2 separate regions of the Zea mays genome follow, and region 2 is linked to region 1. Evidence: chromatin contacts called from public Hi-C data. All regions are on one chromosome and are shown on one strand. The core of a region is the stretch at or near the end of the contact, and the rest is flanking DNA. Distances in the headings are between cores, read along the strand shown.

Region 1 (5,494 bases), core at 860-3,359:
GGATTGTTAAACTAATGTCTCAATGGCTTATCGAATACTCCATTCGTTTCAAAATAGTATTTATTTTAGCTCTTGATTTTTATATTTATATTCAACTAGATGATGATAAATCCACTAAAGAAGCAAAACGAATTTTATTTTGATATATAGAGAGTATTATTTACTATACACATGATGGTTGCATCGTCAAAGAGAAGCTTTTTAAAATTGAAATGTTTTTGTGGACTATTTATGGTCAATAATAACTTAAGAGAGGTTAAATGGCTTGGCGATTCTATATATCGAAAAAAGTTGTTGTATGAAATTGATCTCAACGATATAAGTGATGACTTCGTATCACAAAATGTTAGAAGATATTTTTAATGATATCAGATGAGAAGTAAGTGTTTTTGGCTATATTTTACATTTGTTATCTTAAAAACATCAAAAAAGTGCATAATAAATTTTATACGTCAAATATTCGATATAATTATATATATTTGTGTGTGGATGGGTCTACCATATCGAATTTCGCACTGGGCCCCTGAAAAGTCAGGAACGGCCCTGCCTCCAACTAGGTGGCTGCCGGAGCTGAAGCAGACGCCCAAGAGGTGTGGACGTGACGATTCGATAACTGTGAAAGAGGCTGCATGCGAACTCCTCCCGGCCCGTCGATCTCCCGTATCGCCTACATCAGCACCGATGCTCACTGCCGACTGGCGCACGGACAGTCGGCACAGACACAGCTTGCTGCCTGTTACCCCATCTCATTCCGGATTTGCACGTTTCTGATGAGGCCAACTTCACACATCCCATTTTGGCAAAGGGAAAGTACAGAGCGGGGCAAAAAGGAACTACAGTGTGGAGACTGTGGCCGGCCGTCCGTCCGAATGACTGCTAAGGATCGTCCGATCCTTTTAATTTCCCGTGATGATGCGTACTCACTCTACGCGAAAACATGAATACTCTGGACTGGACACTGTAGCACAGCGTCAGCAGCAGCGAGGGCGCGCCGACGTGCCAGCGCTACGAGCAGGAAGGCAGGGAGCAAGCCCAAACAGGGGCAGAGTGAATGCGGCCGAGCGGCGCCATGATGAGTTCCCGCCGGCCGTTTTTGCCTCTGCCGGCCACGGCCAGTCTCCCCCGCGCTCTGAAACTGCCAGGCGCGCGCTCGGCTGGGGCGCGTCGTCACCACCACGTCGCATGACGCGCGTGTGGCCCAAGGGTGCAGCCAGCGGCAACCTGAATCGTGTTCTGAACCCGCTTCGGTGGTCGTCGCGTGCTGCGTGCTGCGTGCAGTGCTTCCTCCGTCTCCGTCCGCTCCCGCTCCCCGGCCGGCCGGCCGGCCGCCAGGTGCGGGCGCAGTGCCGGCGTACGAACGCAATCACGAAGGCGCGGGGAAGGGACCGGGGACGCGATATCTGTCTGGGCCGGGGGTGCGGAACGAGGCTAGCTGCTCCACTTGTCGCCCGCTCCCCGCGCCTCGTTCGCCGGCCGGGCGCGCGGAGCGGAGCGGCACAGCAGCATGATGATCGTGTCGTCGACGACGCGCGTCGCGCGGCAGGGCGGTGCGCATCATGGCGCCGGCACGCAGGGGTCGGGCAGCTGGATCTCATGCAGCCATGCTCCGTCCCCATTCGCTCGCTTAGCTCCTCGCGACCTCGCTAGCTAACTGCCTAGAGCGCGCGCGCGCGGATCGGAGGAGGGAGCGCGGGCCTCGTAATCATGGGCCGAGATTTGAAACCACTTGATAACCGTGGCGCGGATGGATGAGTGGCGTCATTAGTGGCATTAGCCTGCCCTTTGGCGCGGATCCTGTCTTCCTCAATCCTGCGCCCACGCCGGATTAGAGTGACAAATCCGTCTACTCGTACTATAGTCTCTCTCTCTGTGTCTCTGCCGCTAGCTGCAGGCCGGCCGGGCGGCGAGGAGTGTATTCCAAGACACAATGATTGTGTCGCGCGGGGAGGCGTGGATTCGTAAAGTGGACGACGGGTGCTGGTTCTCGCTCGCTCGCTCGCTCTGCTGCATAACATGGGCCTTGACCGGCAGGCGTTCAGTCAGGCATCCACACATACACACACATGCATGGCACTAGTTCTTTCTTCTCTCCCGTAGTACGTCCTGGCCACCCTCCGTCGGGTCGAACGCGTCCCCTTTTTGGTCCCGTTCCAGGCCTGAATGCCTGATCGACCAGCTCCATTTACACGCCCTTTTCCCTCTCATGTCTCCGTTGCTCCAGCCTATAGTAATTATATTACCCTACTAGCCTTTGCCCCCACAGGGCCATCGAAAGGCGTGGCAGCCAAGTAATGGTATCGCAGGTCAGGTCGTCTGGAGGGCCACCGGCACCGGGAGCGAATTCAAGCGAGAGAACCACAAAAAAAAAAGCGAGGCCTTTTGCTCTATGTCTCTGTGTGATCACAGGCCAGGGGGAGGTCGCCATGATTCTTGCGAGGCCGGGCGAGATCATAAGCGAAAGACAAAAAGGCCGAAAGGCGCATCATGCTGCCACATGACACAACCCTATACAAAAGCTAGCCCTACCAGTACCAGGAGAAGCATCCGTCCATCTCGCTTCCACGCCAATTAAACGTAGTACTACGTTGTATACGTTGGAGCACGCCGCAACCTTATTCCCCTAGCCAGCAGCAGCTGCTAGCTAGCTCCTCTCCTCCAATCGGATCGACGGTCGATGGGTGGTCACGGCGACCACCACCGCCGCCGCCGCCAGGAAGTCGAAGTGCTCGTCCACGACGACGACGAGGATCTCGAGCACCAGTCCAGGGCCTGCGGTGGCGGTGCCACTAGCGGAGTAGTGGTGGAGCAAGGAGCAGGAGATGGCGGCGGTCAGGCGGCGAGCAGTAGCCTGGGAAGCGTGAGTGCAGCGACCATGGCGCCGCCGCAGATCTTCTGCTGGCCGCCACAGCACCACCACAACAGCAGCAACGACGTCGGCGGAGGCCAGCAGCCCCCGTTCTTCCCGCCTCTGCCGCCGCTCCCCCCGACACCGCCGCCCTTCTTCGCCGACTTGTACGCGCGGCGCGCGCTCCAGCTCGCGTACGATCACCACCATCCAGGCGGCGGCCCGTCCACGTCGTCGGACCCACTCGGCCTCTACATGGCGGGCGGCGGCTCCGGGATGATGATGATGCCCCCGCCCTTCGCGTCGTCGTTGCCGTTCGGGGACTTTGGCCGGATGACCGCGCAGGAGATCATGGACGCCAAGGCGCTGGCCGCGTCCAGGAGCCACAGCGAGGCCGAGCGCAGGCGCCGCGAGCGCATCAACGCGCACCTCGCGCGCCTCCGCAGCCTCCTGCCCAACACAACCAAGGTACTAATACTAATAATAATCGACGACATTACACACGCGCGGATCGAGTGATCTATTACTACGTACGAATGCAACTTGCTACGCGTGTGTACGTCTCCGCGTGCGCGCGCGCGAACTCCACTACTAGTGCTGCTAGCTATCTAGCTGCTGGCTCTCCATCCGATAGCACTACGTACACTAGCTAGCGCAGGTGTAGTGTAGGGCTGAGGTATGTAGTAGTACTAGGAGACATGGGGAGGGAGGGAGCCGCCTAGTTGACGCGGAAAAGAGAGACCGGGAAGGGAACAGAGAGCTCGCGATGCGGGAGGTTACTGCCGGCCTCTCCGAGTCCGAGGAGAGACAAACACGCGCGACCTCGTGTCAGTCTCGGACATGAACAGTGCCAGCAAAGATAAACAAAAGACTGCCCATCTCGAGAGATCCTCCGTCCGGGTTACCGCCCAAGCAACAGTCGCCCCCCAAGGATCCGAGCACCTGATCCTCTGCAGAACCTGCATCCCAAATAGGAGTATACTGTACAGTACTCCTCGTGCTGTACTGTTACTAGTTCTTTTAGTGCACCACAAACTGTACAGCTTAGTCAGTGTAGTAGTAGGCGCATGCGTTTGACCCCAGGTAGGTAGGCGCGATAGCAGAACATGTAGGTACAAAAGAATCGGAAGCATGCATACCCACGGCACGCATGGCCTCCTTTCGGCCGGCATCTGCATGCGTACACCGCATACTAATTCTCCTCTCATCATCATTCTGGCAACCACGTGCTGCGTGGTCTTTCTTTCTGTTTAGCTAGCGTTAGTTGCTTTCCTTGCGATTTACTCATACCGGATCGATCATATGCGTGCGCGTGTCACGTCACGTACATGCATGCTGCAGACAGACAAGGCGTCGCTGCTGGCGGAGGTGATCCAGCACGTGAAGGAGCTGAAGCGGCAGACGTCGGAGATCACGGAGGAGGAGGCGTGCCCGCTCCCCACCGAGTCCGACGAGCTCACCGTCGACGCGGGCAGCGACGAGGACGGCCGCCTCGTCGTGCGCGCGTCGCTCTGCTGCGACGACCGCGCCGACCTGCTGCCGGACCTCGTCCGCGCGCTCAAGGCGCTCCGCCTGCGCGCGCTCAAGGCCGAGATCACCACCCTCGGCGGCCGCGTCAAGAACGTGCTCCTCATCACCGCCGACGACGACAGCAGCGCCCATGACGGCCAGCGGGAGGAGGAGGAGGAGGAGGCGCCCATGTCGCCGCAGCGCACGGTCGCGTCCATCCAGGAGGCCCTGCGCGCCGTCATGGAGCGCACGGCGTCGGCGGCCGCCGAGGAGTCGGGAGCGGCCGCGGCATCCACAGGGGGCGCCGCCGGGCTCAAGCGGCAGCGCATGACGAGCCTCTCGGCCATCCTAGAGAACAGGTCCATCTAGAAGCTAACACATATATCCACCACACCACTTGATGAGATGTGCAAAAACGAAACGAAACGAAACGACAGTAGAAACAAACACCGTAAACCTCCCCAATCTCTCATAGTTGATCATAGTACTCATGCATGCAATGCCGCAACTAGCTAGCTAGCTACGTATGGATAATGCATGCTTGCCGGTTGCCAGCAACCACGGCTATTATTTTTTTTAAAAATATTTTCGTTTATTTATCTATAGTGTCTTCCTTTCTTATTATGTATTGATATCAATCGGTACTGTGTCTCTGCACGCATGGGATATCCTCATCAATCCAATACATGTAAGCTGCTGTTAGCCTGTTACCTGATAGTGTTGAGGTGGCTATATACATGCTCCCATTCGGTAGTGAAGAGTGAAGACGTGTGTTAACTCCGTAGGAGTAAGCGATACTATGCTACTACGGTACTAGTACGTACCACTCTAGCTTTTCAAGCAACAACAAGCACAGAGCAACATCATTCATCTTCAGAATATAATGGAACTACGCCTACTTCCCTCTTTGAAGGGGCGCTGCTGACATGCACTGGTCCTCGTGCTCTCTCGAAAAATAAGAATGGCACTTTTAATTTGTGAGACAAAATCTAAGGCCATAGTTCTTAATGTTAGGTTGTTACAAGAGTGCCGCATGAGCAATATTTCATGTTTAATTGACGAACGAAATAATAGCACATATGCATTGCATGCTCTCTTTACACTGTTTTTTTTTCTGCTTCATAGGCATACATATGCATG
Region 2 (6,289 bases), core at 1,176-3,675, 300 kb after region 1:
CTTGATTACAATGGAGTTTTGATCACAAGAACGAGTGAGAAAGAAAAGAAGCAATCCAAGCGCAAGAGCTCAAAAGAACACAAGCAAATCACTCTCACTAGTCACTAGGGCGTTGTGTGGAATATGGAGAGGATTTGATCTCTTAGGTGTGTCTCGAATTGAATGCTAGAGCTCTTGTAGTGGTTGGGAAGTAGAAAACTTGGATGCAATGAATGGTGGGGTGGTTGGGGTATTTATAGCCCCAACCACCAAATTTGGCCGTTGGGAGGCTGTCTGCTCGATGGCGCACCGGACAGTCCGGTGCACACCGGACAGTCCGGTGCCCCCTGCCACGTCATCACTACCGTTGGATTCTGACCGTTGGAGCTTCTGACTTGTGGGCCCGCCTGGGTGTCCGGTGCACACCGGACATGTACTGTTTGCTGTCCGGTGTGCCAGCATGGGCGATTCTGACTCCTGCGCGCGCATTTATTGCTCCGCAGAGAGCCGTTGGCGCGGAGATAGCCGTTGCTTCGGAGTCGCACCGGACAGTCCGGTGCACACCGGACAGTCCGGTGAATTATAGTGGACTAGCCGTTGGAGTTTCCCGAAGCTGGCGAGTTCCTGAGGCCGACCTCCCTTGGCGCACCGGACACTGTCCGGTGTACACCGGACACTGTCCGGTGTACACCGGACAGTCCGGTGTACACCGGACAGTCCGGTGAATTATAGCCGAGTCGCCTCAGGGAATTCCCGAAGGTGGCGAGTTTGAGTCTGAGTCCCCCTGGTGCACCGGACATGTCAGGTGGCACACCGGACAGTCCGGTGCGCCAGATCAGGGGTGCCTTCGGTTGCCCTTTTGCTCCTTTGTTGAATCCAAAACTTGGTCTTTTTATTGGCTGAGTGTGAACCTTTTACACCTGTATATTCTATACACTTGGGCAAGCTAGTTAGTCCAATTATTTGTGTTGGGCAATTCAACCACCAAAATTAATTAGGGACTAGGTGTAAGCCTAATTCCCTTTCACTTTTCTTCTTCTTTCTTTCTCGTTTCCAACTCAATTCTAATCAAGGCAAGAGACACCAATTGTGTGGTGGTCCTTGTGGGGACTTAGTGTCCCGATTGATTGAGAAGAGAAGCTCACTCGGTCTAGGTGACCGTGTGAGAGAGGGAAAAGGGTTGAAAGAGACCCGGTCTTTGTGACCACCTCAACGGGGAGTAGGTTTGCAAGAATCGAACCTCGGTAAAACAAATCACCGTGCCATCCGCCTTATTTGCTTGTGATTTGTTTTCGCCCTCTCTTTCGGACTTGATTATATTTCTAACGCTAACCTCGGCTTGTAGTTGTGCTCAAACTTTATAAATTTCAGATTTTCCTATTCACCCCCTCCCTCTAGGCGACTTTCACTACGCCGCGGACCGTCCGCGTCTACGCAGAAAGCACTGCCAGATGGTTCGTTTCAGTGTTTGGCGTTCAGATCGGCACCAACAGAAACATTGTTAAATATATTTTTATAATAAGGTTATTTATAAAGATATAAATATTAGTAATATTTTTTATAAATATAGTGAAACCTAATTAAGTTTTACTAGGACGAAGTGACGGACGGAGGGGGTATATATATAATATACGTATAGGTGCATGGTTCATGCATGCAAGTAATAATGTATATGACTCGGAATCCAAAGTGGGCAGCTACTTTTGTTCGGTCAAGATCAAGAGAATGAAAGCATGTACTAAAAATAACAGAGAAAAAGAAAGGTAGCGTAACGAGGGACTGAGGGAGCGCAGGCGTACTTGGAGAATCGGATGTACGTGTACGTGTGCGCTGTCCATAGACACGTACGCGAACTAGGCAGCAGTCTAGCAGCGGTACAAATAAGCGCGGCAGTGTCACTCACCTCACTGCTAGTGTGCTAGCTAGCTGCTACATACATTGTCACCTTAATTTCTATCAAGAAAATAGCTCGTCCCCGTCGTGCTAGCTAGGTTCGTTCCACGACCGGACGTACCCACAAAGGCGCGCCTGGTGATCCTAGCTAAAAAAAAGAGGCACGCCGCCGTACGTGTGCACTGGCCACTGTTCGGGGGTGCGACAAGCAGTCCCTGGTCCAGGCGCCGCCGAATGGTCTCGGCCAGCCGCCAGCCGGCCAATGGGACGAGATCGAGAGAAATGCACGCGCGGAGCCAGCAGACAGCAGCTAGCTAGCTCGGGGCCTAGCGCGTTTTGTTCGTCTACCGATCCCCAAAGCTACTAGCGGGCGGTGTAGGTAGCTAGGCGTCTTTGCCGGCCGGAGGCGGGCGCACATGGCCGCGGCCGGCGCCGGGCCGGGATGCCAAAAATGGCGGTGCCGTAGGCTTTTTTTAGGGGGTAGTGGGCGGGCAGGGGGGCTCCGAGGGCGCGGATCCGGCCGAGATCGTGCCGGCCCGCGTCGTCCTGCTGTCCGCCTGTGCGTGTCAGCGCGGGGTTGGCCGCGCGCCGACGCCGTCCGACCAGGGCCAAGATTAGTGCCGGTTTTCGCCGGTGCGTTGTTTCTTCACTGCCTCACCGGCATATATACATGGAAACAAAAGTTGATTAAGGAAAGAGAGAGAGGGAACAAGAGTACAAGACCAGTCGACCAAGCTTAAAATCTACTACTACTAGGTTAAAAGGCAGGCGAGCGAGCAGGCAGGAAAGGACCCGATCCGATCCTATGATTGATGGTATTATCGGTCGACCTTTAGCTAGCACTGGATCGGGCTTTTGCTGATCAAATCACCTTGGTCCAAAGAGTCGATCGTGGAGCACACGGACAGCGACGGCGACAGCGACCACTGCTGTCGTCCCTGAGTAATCCTTCGTCAATAAGTAAAGGACACAGAAAGACTGAGAAAGACGAATTTAATTTCATTTAGTTTTGTATCTAGCTGCAGCACTCACAAAGATCGTAGACATTCCGAAAGAGTACACATGTTAATCGGTGGCTACATATAATTAAGGGGGAGTCTTATGTGTGTTTGGTTAACAATTAGACAGAGGTATTTGGAACCTCTACTGCTAATTTTAGCAACTAACTTTTAGCTATAAAGATTTCAAACTGAGCCTAAACACGCAACCCTGGGTGAAAACGCAACACGATGGCAAAACACAACATAAGACGAGTCCTATAATTATTTGACCTTTTTTATGAAATAGGACCTCTATTGGGGTAGTTTTCAATGTTAAAGTTCTATATTTTAAAATACACTCCGTGTGGAATTCTGTCTAACCCTCTCAAGAAAAAATAGTGAAACCTAAAAAAACAAGCTCTAAGCAGATCTTATATCACATCCCTTATTTCAAACTTCTATGTCAAATGTCAAATAGTCCGAATCACCTAACAGAGATGTTTTATATTGCACGTATCCAAGCCCTTAAACCATCTTCATAACCACACAGACACAATAATCTCTAACCCCAACCAAAAAAACTTGATCATCTCAACAATCATTCATCACCACACAGTAACATAAATCAAGCGTGTGCTCGAATAAGAAACAAAACTTTCCCAAACCAGCATAGCGCAACCGCACTAAGGATCGACGCATGGCCACGCTGCTCACATTGTACTGGATCATTCCTGTAATTATTTTAGCTTTCCAGTGGTATCTGTACTTTTGCTTTCTTTCCCCGCTTCCATGATTTCCTATTGGCGGCACAAGGAGCGCCTTTTTTCCAACTTGGGCACAAGGTACGCAATCCGGACGAACATTAGCAAGTGGTATGAGCAGTATGTATACAAAATTTGCCAGTTGCAGAGTCGTACATTCTCTCTATTTAAAACTCTCTTCTATATACAACAGCAATCAATGAATTGCAAATACAGGCAAAAAAATATAAAAAACAAGAGCATAAATAACCAAATCCGGAACCTGAATACAGGCAGGCACTCATAACCGTACAGGGCTCCAAAGCAAGCACAACTATGTATCTCAAAGAGAAACCAAGCTCACCATATAATCAATCATGCGCCAACCTGACAACTCCGCTCGCCCTTGCCAATGTGCAATGCAAGCACTCCCATCTGGCCTGATCCATGTGACCAGATCCTCAGAAAATGGCAATCGTCGACAAAACCAAAACAAAATCAAGCAGAACAAGGAACCAAAGAAAAGCTGGTCCTCCAAGGTCATCTTCTACTCGCAAATGAAGCCAGCGCGTTTGCATGGGCTGGTGGAAGGGCACTCAGTATTGGCTGCATTTGCTGGCCATAGACAGATATCAAGTGAGAAATAGCCTTGCCAATATTTGTTTTCACTTCATCGCTCTCATCTGGGGATACCACCACTTGGGCAAAGACATGTATGACGTCAGGCACCAGAGGGAGGATCTGCAACACAAAAAGAGTTAGGTCTGGCAAATGAATATAGACCGATAATGGACATCTGGTTCAAGAATCACCTGGGGATGTGATGATAATAATAAACCGCAGACGCAACCATAGACAGTCATTGATTCTTCATGATCTTCTTTTAGTGGCAAAGCTTTGATAAAAACTGGAAGAACCTATAAGAATGAATCAAACATTTATTACACGCTTACACTCTTGAATCTGAAACATGAAGCTGTCCAAACATACTAACTGCAATGTTGTTCAAACCTGGTTGAGAGGAATCGACTGAGGCTGCACCATTATCATCCTAGCAATAGCACCAGCAGCGTTATCTCTTACTGCATCATCTGATTCTGAGTTACTAAACAAATTATGCAGAGAACGAAGTATATCACCATAGTATCTGCATAAAGACGAACAAGAACTAGTGAGTGACAAAATTACAGGACCAGATGTTACTCTTTATTTTTAGTTATGTAATGAAGACATTGAGAACTAATCCATCTGCTGCCTATAAAATGGAACAGCACCAAATGTCTCATGATTCTTAGCTGCCCCATCCAACACTTCAGAATTCTAGGCACTTTAAACTCAGTAGTAGTGTTCAAATTTATTAACAAATCTCATGGCAGGCTATTCACTAGAGAGAGAAAATGGTTTGCTTTTTTGGTCATTTTGAGAACAATTCTGAAAGAACATCAAGGTCCAGATGGTCATGGTTACTTCTAGGGTCCAGCAAAGAAAGAGAACCCGAACAGCATATGAGTTTTGAAGTTGATGCTATGGCAATTGAGAAGTATAAGAAAAGAATATGGTTCTAATTAAACTGCTCTCAATTGCTGACATATATTAATCTAATATATGGAATATGGATAAAGTGAGCATAACACATCCTTTCCCCTTGTATGTATATAAGAAGATTGTTGCATTTGAGAAATTAAATTAGTAAAATGCAATTCATTACTTCATCAGCTAGCTTTTCTGAATATAAAGAAAACTTTAAAATACTAGTTTTTTCTCAAATGGTGCATGAAAGATGTGTGCCATTCCATCAAGAGTAAGCATTTAACAGTTTTTTATTAGTGCAGCATATATCTTTTTATTGCTAATGCATATATAAACTAAATACTACTTTCTTGCATCATCAAATATGATTATTCTAGAAAAAAATACATACTTCAGTGCTGCAGCACCCCCATTCTTGCATATCTCGCCAGCACAGAAAGCAGCATTTCTCCTATTAGTAGCATCAGATGATGCAAGCTCTTTCAACACCAAAGGCATTATCTTCTGAAGAACCCAAATGAAACAGTATGAAGGGGCCGCTGAAATGATTAAAATTCATAGACATTCAAAAATGCAGACATACATCAACATAAGCAGATATTGGAGCACCCATTTCCTGAGCAACCTCAGCTAAGGTTGCAACAACCATAGTCTTATCTTGGGGAGGATGGGGAGATTTCTGCATTTATTCCAGGAAGTAGTTTCAAAAGCAAAACACAAGACAACCATGTGTTTAAAAAATATAGAACTTTTATTGAATTAATTAACCAATAGGTGTCGAGCAAACAGGACTATGGAATATGTGCAAAGAGATAGGGTAAGAGGGTAACATACAGCAAATTTCATCAACGGATCAAATAATTTTGCAAATATGGGATCAAAATAAGATCCCATCACTTTTGCAAAAGCAGGCAAAAGATCTGAAACTGCATCCATGAGGACTTCATCATGGTCAATGTCGCCATCATCCTCACCATCTGACTCTACTTGCTGACAGCTTGATTCTTGGCGTAAAAGGACCAGTGTTACCTCAGCAAGCCTCAGCATGTCTGAAAGAAAGCACAGAAGGGACAGTCTTTAACAAGACATAGTATTTTCAGACAAACCAGTACTGGACAGGCACAGCTTACAAGGCTCAATTGCAGCAAAACCACAGTCCTTCACAAT

Evidence for each region. A called contact is a pair of places that touch in the nucleus more often than the background predicts.
Region 2: a contact with region 1 is called in a Hi-C map of tassel, with 3 times the contacts expected there. The contact joins the enhancer-like site here to the promoter of LOC103634024 in region 1. A contact is called at or near these places in 2 of 25 Hi-C or Micro-C datasets (leaf and tassel).

What each region holds. Positions count from the first base shown.
Region 1 is chr1:36,858,673-36,864,166 of Zm-B73-REFERENCE-NAM-5.0, forward strand. It overlaps LOC103634024 (transcription factor bHLH30), which reads left to right and starts at 2,110. Exons shown (of 2, transcript XM_008655660.3): 1 at 2,110-3,313; 2 at 4,187-5,281. The coding sequence starts at 2,675. The coding sequence ends at 4,723.
Region 2 is chr1:37,153,901-37,160,189 of Zm-B73-REFERENCE-NAM-5.0, forward strand. LOC100383753 reads right to left here. Exons shown (of 20, transcript NM_001362129.1): 14 at 6,253-6,289; 15 at 5,957-6,171; 16 at 5,706-5,801; 17 at 5,514-5,626; 18 at 4,604-4,739; 19 at 4,405-4,509; 20 at 3,760-4,333. The coding sequence ends at 4,133. Among protein-coding and RNA genes, the nearest start is that of LOC100383753, 14 kb to the right of the region's middle. Within about 2 kb of position 2,426, at least 20 of the 20 cell types and tissues checked have an H3K27ac peak or open chromatin away from gene starts, as enhancers often do. A contact at or near this core is called in leaf and tassel, where this site is marked.